Linked DNA regions of Gossypium hirsutum: region 2 is linked to region 1. The links are chromatin contacts, called in public Hi-C maps. All regions are on one chromosome and are shown on one strand. Each heading gives the region's core, a stretch centred on a gene start, on an enhancer-like site or on the middle of the called end of the contact. The rest is flanking DNA. Distances are from core to core; before and after follow the strand shown. Region 1 holds the start of LOC107912226 (DNA-binding protein BIN4). Region 2 holds the start of LOC107912159 (zinc finger-containing ubiquitin peptidase 1).

Region 1 (6,043 bases), core at 924-3,423:
AACTAAATGCAGTTCATCACCAATATAACCCTTTTTGAAACTCACAGCCTAGTCTCTAGTGAACTTGGTTGCAAATAAGCTATAACTATGACAAAATGTATCCTACCTTTGAGCGGTGAACTTTCTCAGACAGCACCAAAGGCAACCTTGAGGTAGAAACCTACATATCGTAAAATTTGAATAATTAAGTGACGAGGCCCAGATGACAAAAAGGAAATAACATAGTTTCTACCAATGGTCTTACATGAGGTTCAATGTGCTTTTCAAATGCCTCCTCGGCAGTTTCCACATTAACATCATTTTCTGTTAACATAACCCAACATTGCATGAAATAAATTAGGTAGCTTTATCACATAGTATCCTTTGCATCAGCTATTGAATGTTTTAAGCTAGCCAAACCCAATAAACGTTAAAATCAAACTTTACATTACAAATTCAGTATCATACCTGTTATCTTCGCATCATCTTTCACATTCTTCTCCTTTTTGGGAGTCTGACCCCTTGCTTTTACCCCCTTCTTTGGAGATTTTCCTTTAGAAGTCTTCTTTAGTGGAGACCTGTTGGCCCTGCCAGTCAGAACTGGATCACTTGCCTCTCCACTCTCTTGAGATAGAGACACTTTCTCCTTCCTTTGAGGAGAATGGCCAGGAAAAGACTCAGAATCGGATGATAACGTCCAAATCAAATGATTTGCTGCCTGTTCAACATCTAACCACTTTCATCAGCATCAATATTAACGGTGGTCCTCCAATCTAATCAGATTCATACCACGTTGGATATCTTTCTGTAGTAAATGTCTCAAACATATGAAGTAAAATTTACATTAAACTTTTATCATACTGTTAAATAAATGAAAATGGTTTTGTTCTACGATGAAATGATTCTTTCCAAAGCAAAATGTCTTTATTTTCATAAATTCCAAAACGATGTCTAAAATCAATTTTTTAAGTTTGATGACATTTTTGATGAACCATGAAATGCAATAATAAAGGAGAACCCTGATTTAAGCAATCCCAAGGCAATATAATGTGATACCGTACATGAGATCCCAAGTGATTCTCAGACATTTCTTCCGTAGCAACCTTTCCATCCTCCTCACTCCCTGCATCATTGCTAAAAGTTCATATTGCACAAGTTGTAAATAACGAGGTCAAAATCAAAGAAAGGGTTCAGAAATCAGAAGCTGAAATATTATATACTTTGAACAATTCATTAAAGCATCATTTCAGTTATTTGGAAACAACCCTTGCGTCAGTTCCTAACTATCATAGGAGAATTACTCCTTTTCTACCTTCAGAGTCCTTCTGAAATATTATATACTTTTAACAATTCATTAAAGCATCATTTCAGTTATTTGGAAACAACCCTTGCGTCAGTTCCTAACTATCAAGGAGAATTACTCCTTTTCAACCTTCAGAGTCCTTGAAGGCGTCGTTTTTCTTCTTTCCAGAAGGCTTTTGCTTTACTTTATCGTGGTTTCTCTTTTCCAATGTATCTTCTTCATCAGCATCAGTTTTATCAACCCTACGCGGGCTACCATTTGGCGAAGAATTGGAATCCGAAGATAATGTCAGCGTAGAAGTTGGTGCCTAAAAACAAAGCAAATTCTCGCAAACCAGTAAGAAAACAATGTAAAGGTGCAAGAGCTGGCTAACTGCTATACGGTTAAAAAAAGAAAAGAGAACAATCTGATTAAACCTCAAACTTTAGCCATGAAAATAATGGGGAAAAAGCATGGTGCAGAGTGTCAAACAAATAAAAACATTTTAGAAGCTAAAGAAAGCAGCGTAAATATACCTGAAAAGAGCGCAGCCAGTCTGGAGAATTTTCCCTGGAGTTGTTCATTCCGCACCAATTATTCTTCCCTGATATTAGATTATACAAATTTATAACTCAGCAGCAAGTATAAGCTGCGAAAACACAAAACAAAATCCAAAGAAAATGTTATCAGAGAAACCCTAAAAGCCTAATGTATGCACTGGGTAGCAGAACCAAACAAATTAAGAGTAATGCAACGGTGCCGGGTGTAGAATAGATCAAAGAGAAGAAAAAAAAACAGAAGAAGAAAGGAAAATGGAAAGTGATGAGTAGCAGAGAAAAAGAAACGGTTGAAATGAAAATGGAAGAAGAGAGACAGAAGGAACAAGAGAAACGGAAGGGGGCATATGGAGTTCTAGGCCCAATACCCTACAGACATGGATTCGATTTGAGGATTGAAACAGAGTTTTTGAGTTAGGGCTTTATTTACACTGGGCATTATTGGGCTCGGTGGAGGAGAGTTTGGGGCGAGGGAATTTGACCAGTTACATGATATTCAATCTTGGTGAAACTTTTTTTCTTTTTGTTTACCAGATAAATACATTGACATAATAATATGCCAATCAATAGTGCTATATCGGACTTGCTTCTCAACATACACAAACTTCCATTGTTTTCACTCAAAATCCTACTTTGGAGGCTCTTCTTGTCCATTTGCTTTTTCCTCAACACTCTAAAGTTGCTGCTCCCTTTTACTAACCAACTTTACGTCTATCAATCCGATTAATATGTTAAACTACAATATGCATGTAGTTTTGAAAATTGAAGTTTGAGAAAAAAATAAGAAAATCATATTTTTCTTATTTTTATTATTTTTATTTTTAAAAAATTTGATCTTTTTCATTATTTTTTAGTTCATTTTTATCTTTGATTTTTTATATATACTTTTTCTTTTTTTTAAAAAAAAGTAATATTTTTTTGAATTTCTATGGATTTTTAATAAATATTAATTTGTTTCCTTTAATTTTTCAATGTGATTGAATCGTATGGTTAAATTAGAATCAGAGGTCTTATTCGATCAATTTAACATCCAGTCTAGTTTTTACAACATTGATGTTAGCTTATATGCGAAATAAGCCATCATTGTATAAATGATCTAAGCTTTTTATTTTGAATATATAGACTTCTTTAATGGTTACATATTAGTTTATTTTAGACATTAGGTTTACAAAGTTGTTTAAGAGAAATATTGTAATTGATAGGTGTAATTAGGTGTATACAATCATAGTCCTTTTACGCTTATTTTAGTTCACTTTTGAGTAAAATCAAGTCGTTTTAGGATTAAATTGTGTTTTAGGTCATTTCTAGGTATGTTTGTTTTTTGTGTCATTTTTAGCATTTTGATCTTATTCTAGACTTTTGTTAATAGATTATGCTTAAAGGTGCACTTGTGAATGTGTAGGTGTGTAGAATGCTAAAGTGCACAACGATTTGAAGGTTCTTGAATAGAGAGTCATGCCACGATGTAAGGGATTGAGATAGCATAAGGTCAATAAGGCTGGAGATCGCAATGTTGATTGATTAAAGGTCACGACCTAACTCACTACTTGGTAATATCTTATAGCTTGGGTTCGATGACAGGATCGGATTATGAGTGTTACATTTAGTGGTATCAGAGCTACGGTTTAGTGGATTCTAAGACTGAAACATAGCACGTATGAGTCTAGAAATACATGTCACTTATAAAGGATGATTATGTGATACCTTCAGATCCAATTTGATTTTGGTTTTTCATATAGATAAAAGATTTTGGCTGAGTTTAATCATGCTGCACCTAATAAAGTAGATAGTAATGTTCCAAATCCCAAGCAATGAGCTTCTTAAGGTGCACCCTCGACTCAAAGGCATGGAAGTGAGGCGCGTGGTGCCTTCTTTCAAATGATGAATGAGTGGTATTCGGATTTCCTGTGAACTCACCCAGTGGATCTGCAACCTCCACCCCCTACTGTGCCACTCTCAACACCCTCCCGTCCTCAAGGTTTAAATTGGTAAATGTTCACAGACCCTCAATCGATAAAATCTAAAAATGTGGAGCTAAGAAATTCTAAGGGAAATGATATGATGATCCAGCTAAAACTGAGTATTGATTTGAAAACACACAATGAGTTTCCGATGAGATGATCTATTTCCCAAATGACTATTTGAGGTGTGTCGTCTCGTTATTGAAAGATGAGGCATATCAATGGTGGACTACACTGATCATAATGGTTCTAAAAAAAAGGAAACTGAGATTTTTTCCAAACTAAATTTCGAAAGAAATATATTAGTTCGTGGTATTTGGAAAAGAAGAAGAGATAGTTTCTCGAGTTAAAACAAAGAAACAACTCAATCGCTAAGTATGAGAGAGAATTTGTTCGACAGTACATATACTCGATAAATAGTTCCCACAAAAGCTTAAATTTACACTCACTTTGATTGGGGTTTGAATGAAGAAATTCAAATGTTGGTTGGAGCTCTTGAAACTAAGGAATTTGTTACTTTGGATGATAGAGCAGAGAAAATAGAAGCTATATGCAACGTAAAGAAGCAAGTTGAAATGAAACATTGAGATTCAGGCAAGCTGAGTACGTCTAGATCTTTTCTCATTCTACCGAAAAAGTCTAAAGTTGTTCCAAATAGGTTCATGCCTCCTTCTAGATATGCAGAGATAGATCGATCACGATATAATAATTCGAGACCTCAGACTACATCTGTCACCAATGTAGGTAGTATCTGGAATGTGGATAAGCCCGTATGTGAACATTGCGGTAAAAACCATTTTGGTGAATGTGGATTGAAGAGTGGGTTTTATTTTTTATATGGTTTAACGAAGCATTATCTGAGGGATTGCCCACATAAGATTGAAATTAGTTTAGAACAAGTTACCAAACCAACGACCATTTCACAAAGAGGCAGGAAATAGGGACATAGAAATAATGTGGGAGCTAGTCGCAGCACAACACACAAGGTGACTACAAGATCAAAAGGTCACGCGCCAGCCCAAGCTTACGCGATTCGGGCCAGAGAAGAGGTTGCTGCTCATGATGTGATTATTGGTACAATTTCCCTTTTTGATGCTACTGTTTGTGCTTTAACCGATCCTAGATCAACGTATTCGTATATATGCATTGCATTAATAATTAAGAAAAATATGCCAGTAAAGTTGACTGAGTTTGATACTAGAGTATCAAACCCTTTAAGTCAGTGCATAGTAGTTAATAAGATATGTGAAAGTGTCTACTGAAAATACGGGGTTATGAATTTCTTGCTGATTTAATGTTATTATCCTTTGACGAGTTTGATGTCATCCTTGGTATGAATTAGTTGACCGTACATAATGTCATTGTTAACTGTAAACAGAAGTGGATTGTGTTGAAATGTCAAAACGACGAATTTATTAATGTTGAACTCGATCGGTTGGATTGTTTTACCAATATTATAATAACTTTGATAGCTTAAAAGGTGTTCAGAACAGGATGTGAAGCATATTTAGCTTATGTACTCGACACGAGAGTGGTAAGAACAAAAATTGAGCAAGTCTCGACTGTGGAGAATTTGTAGATATATTCCCTAAATAATTACCAGGGTTAACACCAAAAAGAGAAGTGGAATTTGTAATTGAATTAATCCCTGGAACTACTCTAATTTCAATTGTTCAGTACAGAATGACTTCGACAGAATTGAAAGAGTTGAAAGCTTAGTTGCAAGAACTGATTAATTACAGATTCATCAGACCAGGCATATCACCGTGGGGTGCACTGGTTTTGTTTGTTAAAAAGAAGGATGGAACATTGTGATTGTGCATTGATTATCGATAGTTGAACAAGGTCACCATAAATAACAAATACCCTTTGCCGCACATTGATGACCTATTTGATTAGTTGAAATGAGCCATTGTATTCTCGAAAATTGATCTTCGATCAGGATATTATCAATTGCGAGTCAAGGAATAAGATGTATCAGATTTTTTTTTCAAACCTAATATGGACACTATGAATTCCTAGTAATGGCGTTTAGTTTGACCAACGCCTTTGTTGCGTTTATGGATCTAATGAAAAGGGTATTTCAACCATTCTTAGATCAATTTGTAGTAGTGTTCATTGATGATATTTTGATTTATTCGAAGAATGAAGTTGAGCATGCCCAACACCTGCGAACTGTGTTGGAAAAATTACAAGAAAAATAATTGTATGAAAAGTTCTATAAATGAGAATTGTGGCTTCGAGAAGTTGGATTCTTTGGTCAT
Region 2 (6,449 bases), core at 3,125-5,624, 140 kb after region 1:
AAACTGGAATCACAAGTATATCTCGTGCCATTGTCATAAGAATAGGATAACTGTTTGTTTGTGCAGACTACCAAACCAAGATATCAAAACTATCATCATTATCACGAACACATTTATCCCCCCAAATATCTGCCTAGCTCAGTTGTTGTTTCTAAAGTATCAATTAATTCTGTCTCAATTACATAGTCCTTCCTCAAATTTGTTCCTTTTAACCTCATTATTTCTCCCTCACCATCATGGCCACTAGAAATTGGATCTGAAAAGCATGATTCCATTTGTGTTGATGAAAAATGCGAAGAAGCATAAAAGTCAAACAATGATGTCAAAGTATTTTTAATTCGTTGACATAAGACATAAGAGTTGTTAAGATCATAAGAACGGTGAACAATCCACTCAACATATCTTAACTTATGCCTAGGATCAAGAACCAAAGCAATGGACATCAACACATTCACATTCTTAACATTTGCCCAATACTTAACAAATTTCAACTTCATTTGGCGTGCCATACTCTTAAACCCACCATTCAGGTTATCAACATAACGATTAATTGAATACCCAATATCATATATTTCTTCCACAAAGGTATTACTAGTCACATACCTTGATCCAGAGAAGCTCAATGTAGTCTCATAAAAGATTTCAAGAAAAGGCAAGAAACAAGCAACTTTGTCCCAATCCTCATCATCAGGAGCACCACCAACTTTCCTAAGCACTTTTGTGTAAGAAAGGTACTTAGTTTTTATATTTTTGAATACCTTCCTAAACACCAAAGCACTTTTGTGTAAGAAAGGTACTTAGTTTTTATATTTTTGAATACCTTCCTAAACACCAAAGCACTTTTAAGCATGGAATAAGTGGAATTCCACCTAGTTTCAATGTCCAAGCAAACAAAACCTTTACATTTTATATTCTCCTCTTCAACACAATATTTAAACTTTTGAAGCCTTGCAGGGGAAGACCTCACAAATTTCGTAGCAGCATGAACTCTCATAATAGAAACATCAACATCTTTCAGCCCATCTTTAACAACCAAATTCAGAATATGTGCAGCACATCTCATATGCAAAAATTCAGCATTAAACACACTTCCATCCCATAAGTAAACAATTTGCTTCAAATACTTGATCACTAGATCATTAGAACTAGCATTATCAACTGTTATAGTCAATATTGTCTTAAGACCCCGTTCTAGTAGACACTTTTCAAGAGCCCTACCGATAAGCTCCCCAGAATGACCAGCAATTGGGCAAAAGCTAATGATCATTTTATGTAATTTCCAAGCATCATCTATGAAATGGGCAGTAAGACACATATATGACAAATTTTGACCAGATGTCCATGTATCAGTGGTAAGACATACCCTAGAAGACAAATTCTTAAAATAGTTCTTTAACATCTTCCTTTTTTTCAATAAAAAGAGCATAACAATCTCTTGTAATAGTAGCACGTGAGGGAGGAACAAAATCAGGAATGGAAATCTTGCAAAAGTAATGAAAACCTTCACGTTCAACAAAACTAAATGGCAACTCATCAATAATCACCATTTTAGCAAGTGCTTGTCTAATCTCATCTTGATCAAAACGCCATAATCTAGGAACACTAGCAGTTTCTATGGTCCCATCAGCGTTGCACTTTGTCTTAGACTCAAAATCTAAGAATGTTTGTTTTTTTATCTAAGTTGAAAAGGGCTTTCTTACACCTACTACTGTGACACCTCATTGCATTAGTTCCATTGTTAGATGAACAAGTTATCTTTCCACCACAATAAATACATTTAGCATGATTTTTATCACCATCAATTTTTTTAAAATGATCCCAAACAGTAGAAAGTTTTCTCTTTTTACCTCCATCTGTTGTAATTTCAACTACCTTCTCCCCTTTCCTTTTGTTTTTGCACTTGTTAGAGTCTCCATCACCATTTTAGCCTTTTCAGGTTCCTTAGACGAATCAGTTGAGGAAGATATCTTCTTTAAGTCATCATCATTTTCCACAATCATCGACATATTTTGAAAAAAAAAACATATACTTTCGTTAATTATGATTCGTAGAACAAAAAAAGTACACATGAGCTTTGGTTTAGTTTATTTATATTTACATGCCTTCTTCCTTATATAGAAGAAAATTAACCCTGCCATCATTGGTTAAACACATGCAAAAAGTGAACATAAAGAAAAAGTCAACATGCCAACATGTACAATGAAAGGTGAAAGCAACGAAAACCATGATAACAAATACTCTTGGTTGAAAATTTGATAAGCTAAAAATTAGATAATTAAACTACCATAACTCAATTACTTATTCTCACAGAGTTGGTGGAAAAAGCGGACTAAATAAGAACCAAGAGAACAGTTAAGATGATAATTACAGTCAAAACAATTAATTGAGAAATGAGTTTTTCATCAAAGACAGTATCGTCAGAACAATTTAAATTACAGTCAACAAATAACATCAAAAAAAGGAACATGATTTATGAACAGAAACTATCCATAGGGCATAGGCAAGAACAAAGTGCATTCAGAAAAAAGAAGTATAAAGTTGTCTTATATGATCAGACAATCTGCAGAATACAATCGATGAAAGTCTGATTGTGTAATACTAGACAAAGTTAATAGCAAATCATTTGTATCCTCATTCCCATAGGGTCACAACATGAGGTATAAAATGGAAACAATCAAGCAATAATTTAGAATCTTTAAACATAATAATAGTAAATATCAAGCTCTAGCATTTACGGTTGTTATAAAATATCCATAATTTCTAATTTTCTATCACCCAAAAGATTTGCAAAACACCATAGTGAAATAGAAAACAACAAAAGCTCAAACCGACTGACTAGTATACCAAAGAAAAAACAAACAAAAAAAAAACAAAAATAGAACAAAACAGAGAAGTTTGAGAAGAGTCAAAGAGAGAGACGGGTAGACTGAAATATTGAATAGTAGTGTGCTTAGACTGAAATATTGAATAGTAGTGCTTACTTGAGCTTTGAGACGGCGATGAGCGGTGATGGCGGGAGCGGTCAGATGGCGGGTGTCGGGTGGTCACAGATGGTCAGTCGATTGGTGGGAGTGGGGTTGACAGAGATGATTTGCATGGGAGAATTGAAAAGTGGGATAGTGATTTAGTAATTAGGGTAAAAAATTAGGAATCAATTTTAGTTTTAACTAAAAAAATACAAATAATTTAAAAAAAAAATACAAATACACATAGGTAACAGCGTTGAGTACCCATGGAATTTAGAAATTGTGGCTCGGGCTCGACTCGTGAACCCGTAAAAAATGGCGGGTCAGGTACCCGGCCTGGAAATTTTTTAAAAAATAAAAAACACTCGTTTGTTTTTTATCGGGTCAACGGGTCGAATATCTCGGGTCAGGTATTTTTGAGCACCCCTAGTTTCAATGTACTTGTTGATTTATATTAGATAGATGACTCTCTCTCTTGTATTCACCAAGCCATTATGACCGATGTTGCTAACTTATAAAGAATTATGTTTTTATCCTTCAAAAAATTATTTAGTTTATGTTTAATAAAATGAGATTTAAATTTTTGTAACATAATTATTCTATATCTATTTTATTTCAAAACATTACACCTTTTAATCTTATAAATTTTTATTCTTATTTATAAATTCTATAGATTTATGTTATTAATTAAAATTTCAATTTTTAATTGTAATTTGAATTAACTTGATAAGATAATATATTTATATTCTAAAGAATTTAAAAAACGTGATTATTTAAACTTGACTTATATGGAGCGATAGTTTAAATTTTTGTCGGATACTCGTTTGACACGAATTTAAATTATGTGACCTCTAATCCCAAAAGCACAATTATTTAAAGTGATAAATATAATATATAACTTGAATTTTTTATTTAACTAAATTGATTCCGACATTATTTATCTTTACATGGATTTCAAATATGCATATATTTTTCTCAACGCCTTACTACTAAATTATTTATATTTTTTCTGACGAGTTTTTAAAATTTAATTTGTTGATTATTATGCTTTAACTATTAAATAATACAATTAACTCATATTATAAAAATAGATTATGTTTCATCAGAACCAAAAAATAATCTTTGATTCAAATGCCGAATTCCAATCCCACCGATTGCTGGTTCAGCGAAGACCTCATCAAATTGGGAGAAGTTACTTCCAAATGGAACTGTTCCTATCATGGAATTTAAAGGCAAAATGGATGGAGGATCATTTTTATAATTGCTATAATACTTTAATAGTTTTTTCTACTGATCATCCGAATCAGTGAACCCACTAAAAAGACGTCAAGAAAAGCTTTGAGGACTAAAATGAAAAGGATGGTATATCTTAGGGACTAAAGCGGACATTAATCCAAATCTCTTTCCCAGCCCTCATTCCAATTTTGAATTTTCCGTGTTTCCCCATCTTTCCCCAACTCAAATCATCACAACACCAAAAGCGCAACGTAGGAGGCAAATCGTCGGCGTCATTCTGATCACCTCTCACCTCCGCCCCCACCTCTCATTCTACCTTTTGAGGTTAGCGTCTCGATTCCCATAACCGCATCTTCTTTCATCATAGGGTCCGGTACCCAGTTTATTCGTTTCTTATTTTATTGCTATTATTCATCAGAAAACTTTCGATGACCGGAAGATTCAGATTTTCAACGAAACTTTAGAAAGAAATAAGTTACAAAAAAGACAATCCTTTGAAACTCTTCAGCATTGAAGACGTAGTGAAGTCTGATCTATGGAATCTTCCGTTTGTCCCTTTTGTCACCTTAGCGTTCCCTCCTCAGAACTCCAATGGTGTGCTCTTTTTTGGACTTTTTTTCTAGTTCTATTTCTGATTTAGGATCAAAGTAATGGTAGTAAAAATTTGATACAGGCACGCCAACAGTCACTTCGAGGATGAGGATAAGGAAGCTAATGACATGGAATTGGGTAATCAAATTCAAATTGCCTCTTCTTCAGGCTCCACTGACGTGGTTAGCATTTCTTCTTTGATTGGTTTACAAACAAGGAGCAATTTTTATCACGTCAAGGATGGTTTGATTTCCTTGCTGAGAAATTGTTTAGAACTAGAAGCTCGACACAACTCATCCGTAACCATATTGTCTGGCTACGTGGATCACTTCCAAAGTCTTCCGTCCGTCGATGTTGGTTGGGGTTGTGGATGGCGTAACATTCAAATGCTAAGCTCTCATTTGCTTGCTCACAGGAAGGAAGCTAGAAAAGTCCTGTTTGGTGAGTCAGGTTTTGTTCCTGATATCGCTTTCCTCCAGCGTTGGCTTGAGATTGCTTGGGAAAGTGGATTTGATCCACCTGGTGCCCAACATTTTAACTGCAAAATATATGGTACCAATCACAGGATTGGGACTACTGAATGTGCTTCTCTTTTTCGTTCATTTAGTCTTCGTGCTAGGGTGGTTGATTTTGGTCCTAAGGAATCTGAACTGTTCTATCTTTCTGTTCCTGGTTCTACTCTTGGACAACCAGTTAAGCAAAGGAATGCAGTTCGAGTTTCTGGACCTATGGATAAATATGTTCATCGCCAGCAGGGTTTGATTAAGGGAAGGCATTTTTGTCACTCTTTGCATAATGGGAAGAGTGATAATTCTAAAGGGAAAAGTGAAGGACCTCAGGTTCTGATTGATTGGGTGTGGAATTACTTTTCAGATAAAGGGTTAACCATTTCTGGCTCCAGTCAGGTTGTAGTGAGTGATAGAGCGTAAGTAACCATCAACATTGCTAGCTATACCTATATTTATTTATTTGACGTTCATTTTTATTCTGAGGTGTGCATCAAAGGCATCTCATTGTGTTTCTATCCATATTTTGTCATAATTTTATTATGATACAGAAAGGTATGTTTCTTATTACATTCAATGATTCTGTCTTTACCTTAGCTTTTATGGGTAGGCCTTTATACTTCCAACACGATGGACATTCAAGAACAATCATTGGGATTCAGGTTAAACATCAAAAGAATGGGACAAATCAGTTCAATCTCTTGATTTTGGACCCTTCTGATGTGAGTACTACTCATGTAATTCCTTTTGTGGTCACTTGATGTGCTTAAAAGCTTGTAGACCTTGATAAATGATACCATTACTGAATATTTTACTGATTTAGTGCTTATGCATCATGATATTGTTACTTCATAAAAGTTTTGATGATAATTGTTCTCACTCTGTCTATCTTCAATTATTTGCTCGTGTATGTTTTTTAATAGTCTGGTTTGTATGCACATTCAGAGTTCCAGAGATAAAGTTTGCCAACGTTTCTGTCTGATTATTTTTCCCTTGTAGCTGTAGACTTCAAGCATGATCCACATGCTGATCAGATTTATTCTGTAATATGGGAGTTGAAATTTGGGAAATATGTAATCAGAAATAGTTCTTTTACCTGTGATTGATAAAATTGGCACTTGCAAGGGTGTCACTAACCTTTTTTTTTCCC

Evidence for each region. Hi-C and Micro-C count contacts between places; a contact is called where the count stands out from the background.
Region 2: a Hi-C map of hypocotyl shows a contact between it and region 1, with 3 times the contacts expected there. The contact joins the promoter of LOC107912159 here to the promoter of LOC107912226 in region 1. A contact is called at or near these places in 16 of 34 Hi-C or Micro-C datasets (anther, callus, fibers and 3 more).

The regions. Positions count from the first base shown.
Region 1 is chrD08:38,887,722-38,893,764 of Gossypium_hirsutum_v2.1, forward strand. It overlaps LOC107912226 (DNA-binding protein BIN4), which reads right to left and starts at 2,174. Exons shown (of 12, transcript XM_016840311.2): 1 at 1,798-2,174; 2 at 1,412-1,589; 3 at 1,041-1,102; 4 at 448-697; 5 at 245-303; 6 at 107-160. The coding sequence starts at 1,845.
Region 2 is chrD08:39,022,504-39,028,952 of Gossypium_hirsutum_v2.1, forward strand. LOC107912159 (zinc finger-containing ubiquitin peptidase 1) reads left to right here and starts at 4,375. Exons shown (of 7, transcript XR_005917130.1): 1 at 4,375-4,526; 2 at 4,621-4,796; 3 at 4,876-5,718; 4 at 5,910-6,021. LOC107912183 (a long non-coding RNA gene) reads right to left here and starts at 3,391. Exons shown (of 4, transcript XR_001688091.2): 1 at 2,982-3,391; 2 at 1,848-1,967.